Regions from separate parts of the Gossypium hirsutum genome. Here region 1 is linked to region 2. A link is a contact called in public Hi-C data. All regions are on one chromosome and are shown on one strand. The core of a region is the stretch at or near the end of the contact, and the rest is flanking DNA. Distances in the headings are between cores, read along the strand shown.

What was found. A called contact is a pair of places that touch in the nucleus more often than the background predicts.
Region 1: a contact with region 2 is called in a Hi-C map of seedling, with 1.9 times the contacts expected there. The contact joins the promoter of LOC121211334 here to the promoter of LOC107926834 in region 2. A contact is called at or near these places in 2 of 34 Hi-C or Micro-C datasets (leaf and seedling).

Annotation. Positions count from the first base shown.
Region 1 is chrA12:15,469,831-15,476,654 of Gossypium_hirsutum_v2.1, forward strand. LOC121211334 reads right to left here and starts at 5,010. Exons shown (of 2, transcript XR_005906650.1): 1 at 441-5,010; 2 at 1-342. LOC107939028 (GATA transcription factor 18) reads right to left here. Exons shown (of 2, transcript XM_016872322.2): 1 at 6,335-6,824; 2 at 5,663-6,222. The coding sequence starts at 6,802. The coding sequence ends at 5,935.
Region 2 is chrA12:15,299,448-15,305,990 of Gossypium_hirsutum_v2.1, forward strand. LOC107926834 (tubby-like F-box protein 5) reads left to right here and starts at 2,342. Exons shown (of 6, transcript XM_016857773.2): 1 at 2,342-2,606; 2 at 2,697-2,860; 3 at 3,124-3,477; 4 at 3,760-3,847; 5 at 4,156-4,285; 6 at 4,362-5,360. The coding sequence starts at 2,852. The coding sequence ends at 5,034.

The DNA of each region.
Region 1 (6,824 bases), core at 3,760-6,259, 170 kb after region 2:
GCCCTATAATTCTGAATCAATGACCTCACAGTCACCTAAATACCTTGTGTATCCAACAATCCAATTCCCGTCTTGATCTCGCAATAATCCTCCAGTTGCAGCAAACCTATCAACATTTTTAACCGAACCATCCGTGTTCAAATAAACCCATCCATCCGAATAAGGAGGGACGAACTCCGATCTTGAAGTTCTAATACCCTGTGAACCAGACGCCGAAACATACTGCTTAGCCCAACAAAGGGAAGCTTTGATTACTTCGTCAGTACTCCATGAAAGCCCTTGAAATATGCGTAGGTTCCGATTTTTTCATATGCGCCAAATGATAATTCCGAACAAACAGGCCTAATTAACTCCACCCATTAGGTTCACTTTTTGCTTGTTCCAAAAATTAAGCTCCATCCATTCATATAAAAATCTTGCAAAAAAGACAGACTGTTTACCTGGAGGAAAAAGTTGCATCCAAATATCCCTTGCAGTTGTGCAATCCCTTAGAACATGAAGGAGACTCTCATAATTTTGACCATAAGCCCCACAAGAAGTGTCTGGACTCAATCCTCTTCTTGCTCTTTCCATATTAGTGAGTAATCGATGGTTAATAGCAAGCCAAATAAATACTCTAACCCTCTGTGGTCCCTGATATTTCAAAATAGGGGAACTCCTAGATACGAACCAAGATTCTGCACCACCTGAAATCTAAAAATTCCACTAATGTGCCTTTGAATACCTTCATTCACCCCCTAAAAAAACCATATTTGACTTCTGTAGATTAACAATATGTCCTGAAGCACTACAGAAAGTATCTAACACTTCCTTGATAACACGTACTTATTCTTCTCCCGTCTTACCAAAAAGAATCAAGTCATCTGCAAAAAAAAGATGAGAAAGAGACGGACCTGATCTAGACAGCCGAATAGGTGTCCATCTACCTTCAGTCATAGTCGATTGGATACCATGTCCTAACCATTCCATACACAAAATAAAAAGGTATGGTGAAAGTGGACATCCTTGACGTACACTTCGTGCCGGCTTAAACTTATGGGAAGGCACTCCATTCTAAAGTACCTGCATAGTTGAACCAGAAATAGCAGACATAATGATAGTACGAAGGAAGTTAGGAATACCTGCAGCCTATAAAGAAACGTCTATGAAATCTTAATGAACAGATCATAGGCCTTTTCAAGATCGATTTTAATGGCCATCCACCTTCTATTCTTTTGTTTACTCTTCATAGAGTGTATGACTTCTTGGGCGATTATGATATTGTCATTTATGTTCCTTCCTGTGACAAATCCAGCTTGTTCAGGTGCAATGATTTTTGGGAAGACCACTTTAAATCTATTAGCAATAACCTTCATCACAAGCTTATATAACACCGAGCAAAGATTGATAGGACGTAGTTGCGAGAAGAATTCTGAATGCTGCACTTTAGGAATAAGGACAATAAGTGAATTATTAAGATCCGAATCGATGATATTACCAGATAATACCCGTTTAACCCACTCACAAATGGACGGACCAACGAACTCCCACTGACTCTGATAGAAAATAGTATGGAGTCCATCACTGCCTGGCGCTTTTAAAGGCGCCATATCAAAAAGGGCCTTCTTAATCTCCTCATTAGAAACTGTCCTACTAACGAAACGGACCTCCTTTTGAGTGAGAGATGGGAAGGCACTACACCCCAACCTGCCTGTTCTTATTGGGCGCTCACCATAAAGGTTCTTATAAAAATTGATTGCTTCATTCTTTAAGTCCTCTTCATCCATAACCCAATCTCCTGCTTGATTTTTAAGGGCAACAATATGATTATGCTTCCGTCTTTGTAAAGTCCGCCTATGAAAGAATTTTGTATTCCGGTCCCCAAATACAAGCCAATCACACCCAGCCTTCTACTTCCATACAGCTCCTCATGATGTAACACTGACTCCAGCTCTTCTCGAATTTCTAACTCAATCTGATTTAAGAAGGACGAGCTTTTCCGATCAATCGCCTTTTGAACATTCTCTAACTTTTTCTTCAAGAGATTCTTTTGATGCGTAATGTGACCATAAACCTTTTTATTCCAGAGTTTCACATCATCAGTAAAGGAAGCATGGGTAGTCGACATATCACCCATAAATTTTCAACTATTTTTAACAAAGTTCGAAAAGTCAGGATGCTCAATCCATCCTGCCAAAAAGTGAAACGGTCTCTTTGAAGAAGAAAGAGCATCAAGAAAGAGAGATAATTTAAGGGGTCTGTGATCCAATTTAAGCTTTTCTAAATGAAGAACTTTTGACAAAGGAAACTTAAGGCACCAAGCATCATTACAAATTGCTCTATCCAATCTCTCAAAACCCCCTCCTTTATTCCAAGTAAAGTTTGGACCACTAAACCAAAAATCATAAGGCCCATGGAATCCATAAAATTACTAAAAAGAGCACATCCTTTTTCCAATTGCACGACCACCTCTTTTTTCACTAGAAGCAAGAGTAGCGTTGAAATCACCAATAGCTAACCATGGAGTCCCATCTACCGGTATAGTATGTTTAAGGGCATCCCATAACTGTTTTCGCTTCTGGCCATTAGGACTGCCATATACGATAGTGACTAAAATTGGTTGACGGAAAGAAATTACAGAAATTTTGAGTAAAATAAATTGGGAGTGATTGCCCAAAATATCCACCGAAATAGAATTTCTCCATCCTAAACAAATACTACCAGAAAATCCCACAGCCTCTACACGATAAGAATATTCAAAAACGAGTTTAGCAATAACAGAGTCAGCTTTAACACCACTAACCCTCGTTTCTAAAAGATCAACCAAATCAGGCTTATGTTCTCTGTTATACTCCTAAAAAATACGAGGGAACTTCAAACCAGCACATCCTTGACAGTTCCAACAAAAAATAGTAAAATTTATATTAAAATAATTTTAAATAAAATAAAATTAAAAATACCACCAAATTATGCAGGTGCAGGACCAATGTCACCAACCTGTTCATCAATGTTACCACTATTTGCATCTGCTCCAAGACCAACTTGCCAATTGATGATGTTAGCCATGGAGTTTATTGCTTTTGTTAAAGGAATTTTAGAAATCCCAGCCTTTTTTAATTTCCCTCCCTTTTCTTTAAAAGTGCGATTAAGAGGAGGGCCACCACGATTATTGCTAACTTTGTTCTCAGGACCTCGCCCTCTGGAAACAGAGAAAGATTTATTAGTGGTAGCTAAGATATTTTTTTTAATACCTTTAAGCGGTTTAGCCACATTATTATCATTGAAGGTAACAGTTGAATGGTTTTTGGGATCCAGAAGATTCACATCTAATTGGACAGCAGATTCACAATGTCTTTCGAACATAGGATTATTTAGGATTAAATTATTTCCCTCACTCCTTGTAGATGCCGAATGCTCATCTACACTATCAATGACCTTATCCAGGCCACTAGAAAGGGCTCCATCGGTCCTTAAAAAACCAGCCTGTCCAGGCCCTTTCGCACATGGCCCATCATGCTTCTCCATCGACAGCCCACTGCCCTTGGAATCCCCCTTTAAAACTTGCGATGTACCTGTAGGCAGAAGAAAGAAATTAAAATTAAAAAAGGGAAAATTTTTAATCAGGTCCTTGTCTTTTTGGGGAAACATATCTGACTCCACAGGCCTTTTCCCCAAAGACTTAGAATTAGGGCCCCCTTCACTCTGGCCCGTCACAACATTTCCTGGCCTGGTGGAAACGAAGCCCAAAGCAGACCCAACTGAAGGCATAAAGCCTACTCTATTCCCATGGGTCACCTCTCCAACCTGACCCAAAAGACTCTTAGAACTAGCCCTACCCGAACCCCCTTTAGAAATAACCCTATCTTCACCACTACTCCTTTCACCAGCAGCACAAACAGTGCCTTCCTTCTCCAAAATTTCCCCAGCAGCTCCACTAATTTCGCCACCTAAATCAGCTTCCACATTTAAAGGCAAAAATCTAGAACCCAACGTTCCCTTTCCCAAATTTATTCCTTCGTTAAACCGAGAACCCCGTTGACCATGCTGGGATTTTCTCTCCACCAACATCCATGGCCCATAATCACTTTCCTTCCCTTACCACCTCCACCGTCATCACCACCAATAGATGCTGTCGTCGCAGCCACAGGGCTCCCCGGGCTCAGATTCACCCCCACCGATGGACACAACTCCTTTGTATGTCCATATTGTCCGCAACTAAAGCACACCGTCGGGAGGGCTCGTATTCAACCTTTTGCACAGCGCCATCAACCAAAACATGAGATATCAGATGTTTTTCAAGATTGATAAGCACAACCAATCGAGCAAACTTTCCTCTAGTTCTGTTATCCGTTTGTACATCCAGCTTGACCACTTTTCCAATTAACCCTCTAATAGCTTCAATGATGTGTTTTTTGTATAAGTAGCCCGGAAGCCCCGGTAAACGAATCCAAGCCATCACCACACTGGGGTATGGTTGTGCTGGGTTAAAAGACTTTGTCTATGGTTGTACCATAAGGTACTGACCAAAAATGATCCATGGACCCTGTATTAAGACCTTGTTATAATCAACAATGTCCTGAAACTTAACCAAGAAATACCCATTAGTAATATCCATTAGATAAAAAGTTTTCACATGTTTCCATAGATTAGTGATACGATTATGAAGCGCATTATATCCGATGTTACGCCCTAATAATTTGAGAATCACCGTCAACTCCATCTACTTAAATAGCAAGTCTTTGATTCGCTCTGAGAAGTCGATTGCAGGGATCCTATTAACTATGGACTTGTTAACATCCCCATCCATTAACTCAAAATCACTCTCATTCTTATCTAAGTTTCCTTCAAGATTTCCATCAAGAAAGGCAACACCTCCCCCCAAAAGTTTGTCTTTAAAAGACAAAATCGGCTGTTGGTCGGAATCAACTGCCATGTTGCTTATTTCTCCATCAACCGCTTCCTTGAATCTTACTTTTTTTGTATTTCGATCACCACCAGAATGAGATTCACTCTCAATACCATTGCCAGAAATCTCTGTCTCCATTCTCTGCAGATTCTTTTAAAATTTAATTTTTAAATAAACAAGTAAAGCTCTAAAAATAAAAGCAGGAAGATTAAATAAAGAGTGCAAAGATTGTGTATAATTAGACCAAATAGAAAAAATACAAAGAATTTGCGTAAGATTCGAGAGTCGCATCTAACTAAACTTCAGTTCATATAACATGAAAAAGAAAACCACTTTTGTTTTTGGTTAGTGCATAAATTGCCTCTTAAAATATACTAATAAAGTTTATTTTGTTATATGGTTTTTCTCAAAGTATTAACACTCTTAAAAAAACAACAGCCTCCTATCCTACCAATTAAAACCTGCCACTTCTCTCTCCTCACTTTTAATTATTATTATTATTTTTAAAATTTAATTTTTATGGAAAGCTTTAGTGTATCATCAAGATTTCTAAAATTATTCGTAACTCTTCTCTAATTCTTAAATAAAAAAAATATATTTTAACACATTCAAATTTATATCTTTTTGTATTAACAAAAAAGTTAATGCCAACTGAAAATAAACTTTTAAGTCTTGAACTGTTGTGTAAATTTCTTTATGTACTAATTTGAGAAAATCTGTATACTTCAGGGGCAATTTGTGCATTAAGTTTGTTTGTTTGTTTGTTTTTGGCATATATAAGGTAACACGTAGTTCTATATTACATTACATCAGGGAAATCAGTGAAAAAAACAGTGCTGAAATTAATTGAACTCTCTCAAATCTCCTAAAGTGAAAGTGAATCACTTGCAAAAGAAAAATGAAGATACGACCTACTACCATTTAAGCATCCACAGCATCGTCATCGTGAAACGTTTCAGTCATTGCTGCATGATCTTGACCGTCAATGAGGGGTGGGGTTTCTTTTCTGTTTCTTCTTCTTCTTCCTTTTTTTTCCTTCTATTTTCTTCTTATCTTGTAAGGTCATGGACATTGAGTCTCCAAGAAAGGAAGGGAATGCCAGTAGCAGAATCTCGATCAGTATCTTCAATGAACCTGAATCCATTGACAGGTGAGAAACATGGAATTTTCTGGCTTTGCGAGTGATGAACCCGTGAATTGTTCTTGTTCTGGTGGTGATGATAGCCAAGATGTTGTAATTGCTCCAACATTGAACCTGTTGCACCTGATGACTTGATTGCATTTGTTGCTCTTCTTTCTTCTTTTCTGAATCGAATTCCACAGGCATTGCAAAGTGACTGCAACTAAACAATAATTTCAAAAAAAAAAAAAACAAAACAAAAGAAAAGAAAAAAGAACCAACTATACTTGTTTACAAAGATAGAATTGTTAATTTGTGATGTCTATTACCTTTGGGCCTCTTGGACCATTCCTCCAAAGCGGTGTAGAAGTGGTGTCACAGTTAGCACATCGGCGAGCTAAGAGAGGATCATTGCCTTTCCCTGAGCTGTTACTACTGCTATTTCCATTGCTTCCACGGCTATCTTTTGCGCTTTGCAGTGGATATGGCATGTTCTTGTTCTGTAACAAGTCCAAGCAAAAGTTAGACACGCAAGAATTACCCGAGCTGCGGCCATGGCGCAAACGCTTGTCACTGTCGTTTACACAAAGGCGTGTGGATGGAGTTCCCAACGAGAGAGTGCAGTCAACAGAAGATGATGAAGAGGACGTGAAACGGTACATGTCTGTTTCATCAAATGATTTGTGGTTTGGCATGGAAAATAGCATAGAGAATGAGTTGTTTTCGCCATGAAACAGACCACATGAACAAGGGCCCAATACCATGTCTCCCTGAGAACTACTGCACTTGCGCATCATTTCTCAAAAAAATTTTGATCTC
Region 2 (6,543 bases), core at 1,092-3,591:
CCCCAATAGGTGACTTATATTCTATAAGTAAAGGGTTTGAATCCCATCAAGAGTGAGCCACTCACGTCGCCTCTTGGTGGGTGATTATACATCCATATATAGTTGAGGCACTTTTAACTCTGTGAACTAAGTCCTTAAGATAGTTGCTCACGGCATGCTAACTCTCGACAGAGTATAGGAGGCAAAACCCTGTCCCAAGGGACAAAACCTTTCATTGTTGACCGTTCAGATTGGTGTACAAAAACTACATTTCAAAGACTTCTTTAAAGAATCAATTCAGTTGTCAACAAAACCTAAATTATACATATTTATAATACATCATTCAAATAGATAATAAGTAACCTTTGATTTTTTTTCCAAAACTGAATAGAACTGACCAAAACCAAGAAAAAAGTACAAGAAAGGAAAAATTGTAGAGACAAGGGAACAAGAAGATTGATGGTAAACAAATTACGACTAACACAAACAGCCAAAGAAGTTTCAGACAAAACTTAAATTGGTTACAACAAAATATGTTTAGTCTCCACCCCCATTGTTAAACAGCCATAACTTCAGAAGATACAGATTCCAGACATCGGTTTCGTCGCTTTTCGCATAACAAGTTTTCGTATACCTTTGTCAAGATTTAGCAACAAATCAAGACTATTTACTGTATTTGTATTCATTCTGTAAGAATACTTCAAACTCAGTGGACTATACTAAAGCAGTCACATAAAATATTGACCTAGCATGGTTGATAATATTAAATTGTCAAAAGCAAACTTTTTTTTTCTAAATATGTGACGATTTAGTATCGATGACTTAAATTGTATCAGCATTTTACGATTCAATTTCTGAAAAGACGAAAAATAGTCTTGGATTATGTTAAATTGTTAGAAAAAAAAATTCTTTTTCGTCACAGTTTATGTTTTGAGATTAGCGAAGAGTTTAAAGTTGTGAACTTCACTTTACTAAACTAGGATTATTTATATGGTTTCAAGTTCCAAAAAGTTGTGTTCCAACGGATGAGTTAGCAATGGCAAAAGTGGCAGCGATAGTAGGGAAAGAGTTGCAATTGAGGGAATGGGTGCCTAACCTTATCGGCCGGGGAGAAAAGCAACCCTATTTTGCACACAAAATGAGGAGATTTAAGGTTGTTAAACCAGCGGTCCCCATTACCCAAATTTGAGAGCAGCCATGAGCATGAAAGGAGAGACATGTGATCCACAAAGCAACTTTTTTTTTTTTGGGGCGGGGGGGGGACCAAGCTAAGCTTGGCGTCAAATTTGATTATTCTTCTTTGCCACTAAACGTGGATGTAACTCAAATTTCCATTTTTCAATGCTTATCCCTTTTCACCTTTAAATTCCTTATCTCCTTTCTATTCGTAATAATAAAAAATCACTAATGTTGAAATTTTTTATGTTGAATCCTTAAACAATCTTTTATTAAAAAAACTCTTCTCATAAAAATATGAACAATGAATAATAAATGGATTCATATTATTTTCAGTATAAAAAAAAAGATTGCAATAGGAGAATTAGAAGAAGCTATACAAATTAGAATTCTGTATTACTTTTTAGAACAAAAAAAGTTTATTGGATTGAATATTTCTAGAAATAGAAGAATATGTATAAATAAAGTGTGATTTCATCATATTCTAGTGCATGAAACTATGAGGGGATGCAAAGATGCCAATGACATTGATTAATCATTAAAAAATGTGTAGAAAAAGAAAGTATATGTGATGCATAGTATAGAGGCTGACTCTGGTTTTGGTGGAAACTTGTGAATGGATGACGTTGTAAGCTTAGCAACATGTGGTCCACCATCATGAAAGTAGTAACAATCAAAGCCCACTGAGCATTGGGAATGGGCTCCTGAACGTGCATTTGTGGAACTTTGCTATCCTCCAATTTGGCATGGGACTCCACCCTACAGTTTCTGCTCTTCTTCACATGGCTCTAACCTTTTCACCCTACCATGTCCTACTATGCCTTTCAAACCTAGCCAAAATGGCAGGTTCTGGTAATGGTTACCACTGGTGTCCCATCTTTGGGGGATTTAAATTTGGTTCAATAACCCGAATCTATTAATTTGTTAATTTTATTATATAATATAAATGGTAATTGAATTTATTAGGCAGAAATGGTTGTATTAGTGGGAAATTGAAGGGAAAGCACTTCAAAACAAGGTCTCCCATCAAATATTAATCAGGTGGGGTACAAAAGATGTATCTCCCAAAATACTTGGCTGATGCCACGTGTCCTGACAGCAGGGCTAATTAAATAATCGTCACGGCAGTCCACGTGAGTAGAGTGTTTCATTAAAGATATATTAAATTTAAAGGTTACTTTTTAACGGACCTTAATTAAAAAAAAAAACTAAAGAATATTATTTTTATTCTAAAACCCAACTTTGGATACTTTTTAAGTGAATGAGCTTTTGTCTTTTTAACAGCAGCAGGAGGAAGAGAGAAAGCGCTGATGACCCCAAACTTGTTGTTATGGAGGCGGCGGTGGTGGGAGGGATGTTAGAATGAAGGCGGTGACAGTGATTATGGCAGTCGTGGCGCCAGCGTTACCAATGATGTGACCATCTTAGGATTCCCGCTCATAAAAAGAAAAGTTGGCACCTTTCCTTTACAAAAAAAAAAAGAAACCAAATAAAGCATTTCTAATAATTTCTTTCATTCTGATTTGATCTTTATTTTTCAGGTTTGTGGTGTTGATTGAACTGTGGGTCCCTAAGATTGTTGGGATGCATCTGGGCTGATTCAGTTCTGGCTTCGATTAGAACCGGTTGGCTTTGAGTTGACCTCCACATTTTTTTTCTTCATCTTGGAATCTCAAGTTTTAAGCTTTTCCGGTCGATGATTCAGGTAAAAAATACCCATTTTTTTAAAAATTGATGTCTATTTATTGGTTATTGATCTTGAGGTTTTCTTTATCTCGTGTTTTCTGGGTGATAAATTTTATTTATTGAGTTTGATTTTATGTGAATTTGCTTATGGTTGAGCTGAGATTTGAATAGTGAAGAAAAATTGAAAAAAAAAAAGAAGAGAATATTTTATGGTGTTTGATATGATATACTATTATTTTCAGTTGAATATTGAGAAATTGAATTTGATGTGCTTATAAGAAGATGTCACTGAAGAGTATTATGCGAGAGTTAAAGGAACTGAAAGATGGGATTGGGAACATGTCAAAGAGGGGAGATCAAAGCAAGCTGTGGCGTAGCCGGACTAGATCCCATGTTGCTCCTGATGAAGCACCATTGGAATCTCAACTCTCAGAACAAAGCCCCTGGGCCAATCTACCACCTGAATTGCTATTGGATATCATCCAGAGGGTCGAAGAGAGCGAGACAGCTTGGCCTGCTCGAGCTGTCGTTGTATTTTGTGCTGCAGTTTGTAGGTCTTGGAGGGAAATTACAAAGGAGATTGTGAAGACACCGGAGCAGTGTGGACGACTCACATTTCCTATCTCATTGAAGCAGGTTAAACACTCTCCTATTAAATATGGCATTTTGCTCCCTATACAATAAACTGCTGGAGCCTTCAAGTTCAGAAAGTAGCTACAAAACTTTGCACGGATATATTGGTTGTATGCATCTTTGTCTTTGTCAGGCTTAAATAATAGTATAGATAAATCTAAAGTATATATTTTCCTAACCTTCTGTGTCTGCACACATTCAGTAATAACTCACATGTTGGTGTCTTTAAGTAATGTTCTTCCATTTAAACGTTTATCTATATCTTCTCTTTGTGCTCATGAACAGCCGGGTCCTCGTGAGTCTCCAATTCAGTGCTATATTAGAAGGGACAGAACAAGTTCTACATTTCTTTTGTTCTATGGTCTGGTGCCTTGTAAGTCATCTTGTTTTTGATGTCCTTAGTTACTATTATTAATTATAAATTTAAAAATATGTACCTTTATATCTTTCTTTATTATCTGAAAAAAAAATCCTCAAATCAAAATGTTAGTGTGGCATCTTAGGTTTCTTTGAATAACCTAAGATGCCAGTCTATCTGTTTTGGTTGGAGAACTCTGAAACATAGTTTATTATTTATTTTGGAAGCAACTTTGTGACATAATCAGGGTTACTCAGCTCTGTAGTGTGAAGCTTCCTCACTTTTTATCAGGTGTTCACTTGTGTTGCTTCTGTGATTTACAGCTGAGGGAGAGAGTGATAAATTGTTGTTGGCAGCAAGAAAGGTTAGAAGGGCAACATGCACGGACTTTGTTATATCTTTGGTTGCAGATGATTTTTCTAGGGCGAGCAATACGTATGTTGGTAAACTAAGGTAAGTCTCACCTTTAAGTTTCTTATGCTTGTCTGATTATTCTCTCATGGCTATACATATTGTGATTTCTTTTCAGGTCAAATTTTTTGGGTACCAAGTTCACTGTATATGACAGTCAATCTCCATGTGACTCAAGGATCCAATCTACTGCTCGACCGAGACGTAGATTCCACTCTAAGCAGGTGTCTCCAAGATTACCTGCATGCAACTATATCATTGGTACAGTTACTTATGAGCTCAATGTTCTGCGGACACGAGGACCAAGGAGAATGCATTGCATCTTGCACTCAATTCCTGTATCTGCTATTCAAGAAGGTGGCACTGCTCCAACACCATCAGCTCTCCCCCAATCCTTAGATGAACAACTTTCTCCCTTGCATAGTTCAAAAGGAAAGGAGCCGATTGTAGACATCATCTCGCCAAGCATCCAAGCCACACCAGTATTCTCCCCAGGCTCACGAGAACCATTAGCCCTTAAAAACAAGGCTCCTAGATGGCATGAACAGTTACAGTGCTGGTGCCTTAACTTCAAGGGGCGTGTGACGGTGGCCTCTGTTAAGAATTTCCAGCTGGTCGCAGCTGTTGAGCCATCACATAATGTATCACCTGAAGAGCAAGAGAAGGTAGTCTTACAGTTTGGTAAAATCGGCAAAGACATCTTCACAATGGATTATCGATACCCTCTATCTGCTTTTCAAGCCTTTGCAATCAGCCTAAGCTGCTTTGACACCAAACCTGCTTGTGAATGATCACCACAGGTTGGGGATCTGCATCATTGATGTTGCCATAGATTATCAAGTACCCCTCTTTCAATGCCATCGCAATCTACAAAGTAGCTTTACGCGAGCTGGCATATGGATGCCAGTATCTCGGTAGGAGATAAATATCTTTCTCCTCTAGATTGCTTCCTGTATTTTAGTACTGTATTTATGGTTGTAATGGAAGCTTTTCTTGTTTGGTCTTTACTGGCTGGCTGATGTAAGTTGTCTGGTGCATGGCTTTTCTGATCATGCAATCTGACTTGTATATTGTTGGATCATCTTAGAATCAAAGTAAATTAACAGCAGGTTGCCTATATCTTGTATCGTTTTCTTATTGATAATAGCTTTTCTTTGATCACGAGTAGTGGTTGGCTAGTTGCAGCTATTTTTCCCTTTAACTTTAAAGTGTCTTCCCATCCAAATCCCAAGGGAAAAGGATTTAAGATCTCTCATATTGTAAGGAAGCCGCACTCTGATTAGCAACCAAACCTTGTGGGGTTGGTTTTTTGTAACCTTTCGAGTTTAAACCAATATATGAGGTTATAAAGTAACAAGAGTTAAAGTTTAAGCTAAAAAGGAGCCAAGTTTAACTAATATATGGGGTTAGAAAGTAACAAGAGATGTTTGAGCTCAAAGTTTGTTTCATTGAGACAACTGTAGGGATATTTATAAACATCATAGAATTATTATCTAAAGTTTAAAATTTAAATTTAAAAACAACAATTCCATCTAAGATTTAAACTTTAAATTTAAAATAATAATCCTTTCAAAACTTTAAACTTTAAGTTAAAAAAAAAATCTACATCTACGGGATAAAATCTTACATGATATTTATAGAGTTTTTATTTTATTTTTAATTATTTTGTTGATATTAACTCCTAATTTTCTGGAGATTTACCTAGATTATTTACATGCCTCACAAGTTGGAGCCATCATCTACACATCATAAAAACTAAAACCGTTATCTAGCAAGATATTTTGTAAGACCATCAACAAGTTGATCAGCCCATCATGTAACCAGATTGAACATGCTGCTTTACAAAGTTATAGTCAAGAGTTAAATGCTTCCTACGAGAATGGAGAATAGGATTTGCATTAAGCTAAGAGGCACCGATATTATCACAGTGAATAATTAGCATTCTATATTGGAGGAGAAATGTTGTTCAAATCACACAAAGATTCTTTGTCCAAATGAGTTTCATAGTGGCATTGACAAGCGCTCCATATTTTGCTTTAGTCAATAATCAAATAGCAATATTTTCCCTTGATTTCCAGGATATGTGATTGCTGCGACTGTTGCCATTCTCTATGGGATTTAGTGATTGCCACATGACGAGCCAAATTGTAGAGTTGTGGATGGAGAGGGTGGCGAGACATTGAGCTGGTTACATAAATCCCACGCTGCAGGGAATATATATCTTGTATGGGTTCAATTTTCAAATGAACACGTGTACTTCCTTGAAACAGTTTCCCCCTTTCTGTTGCAGACTCGATATC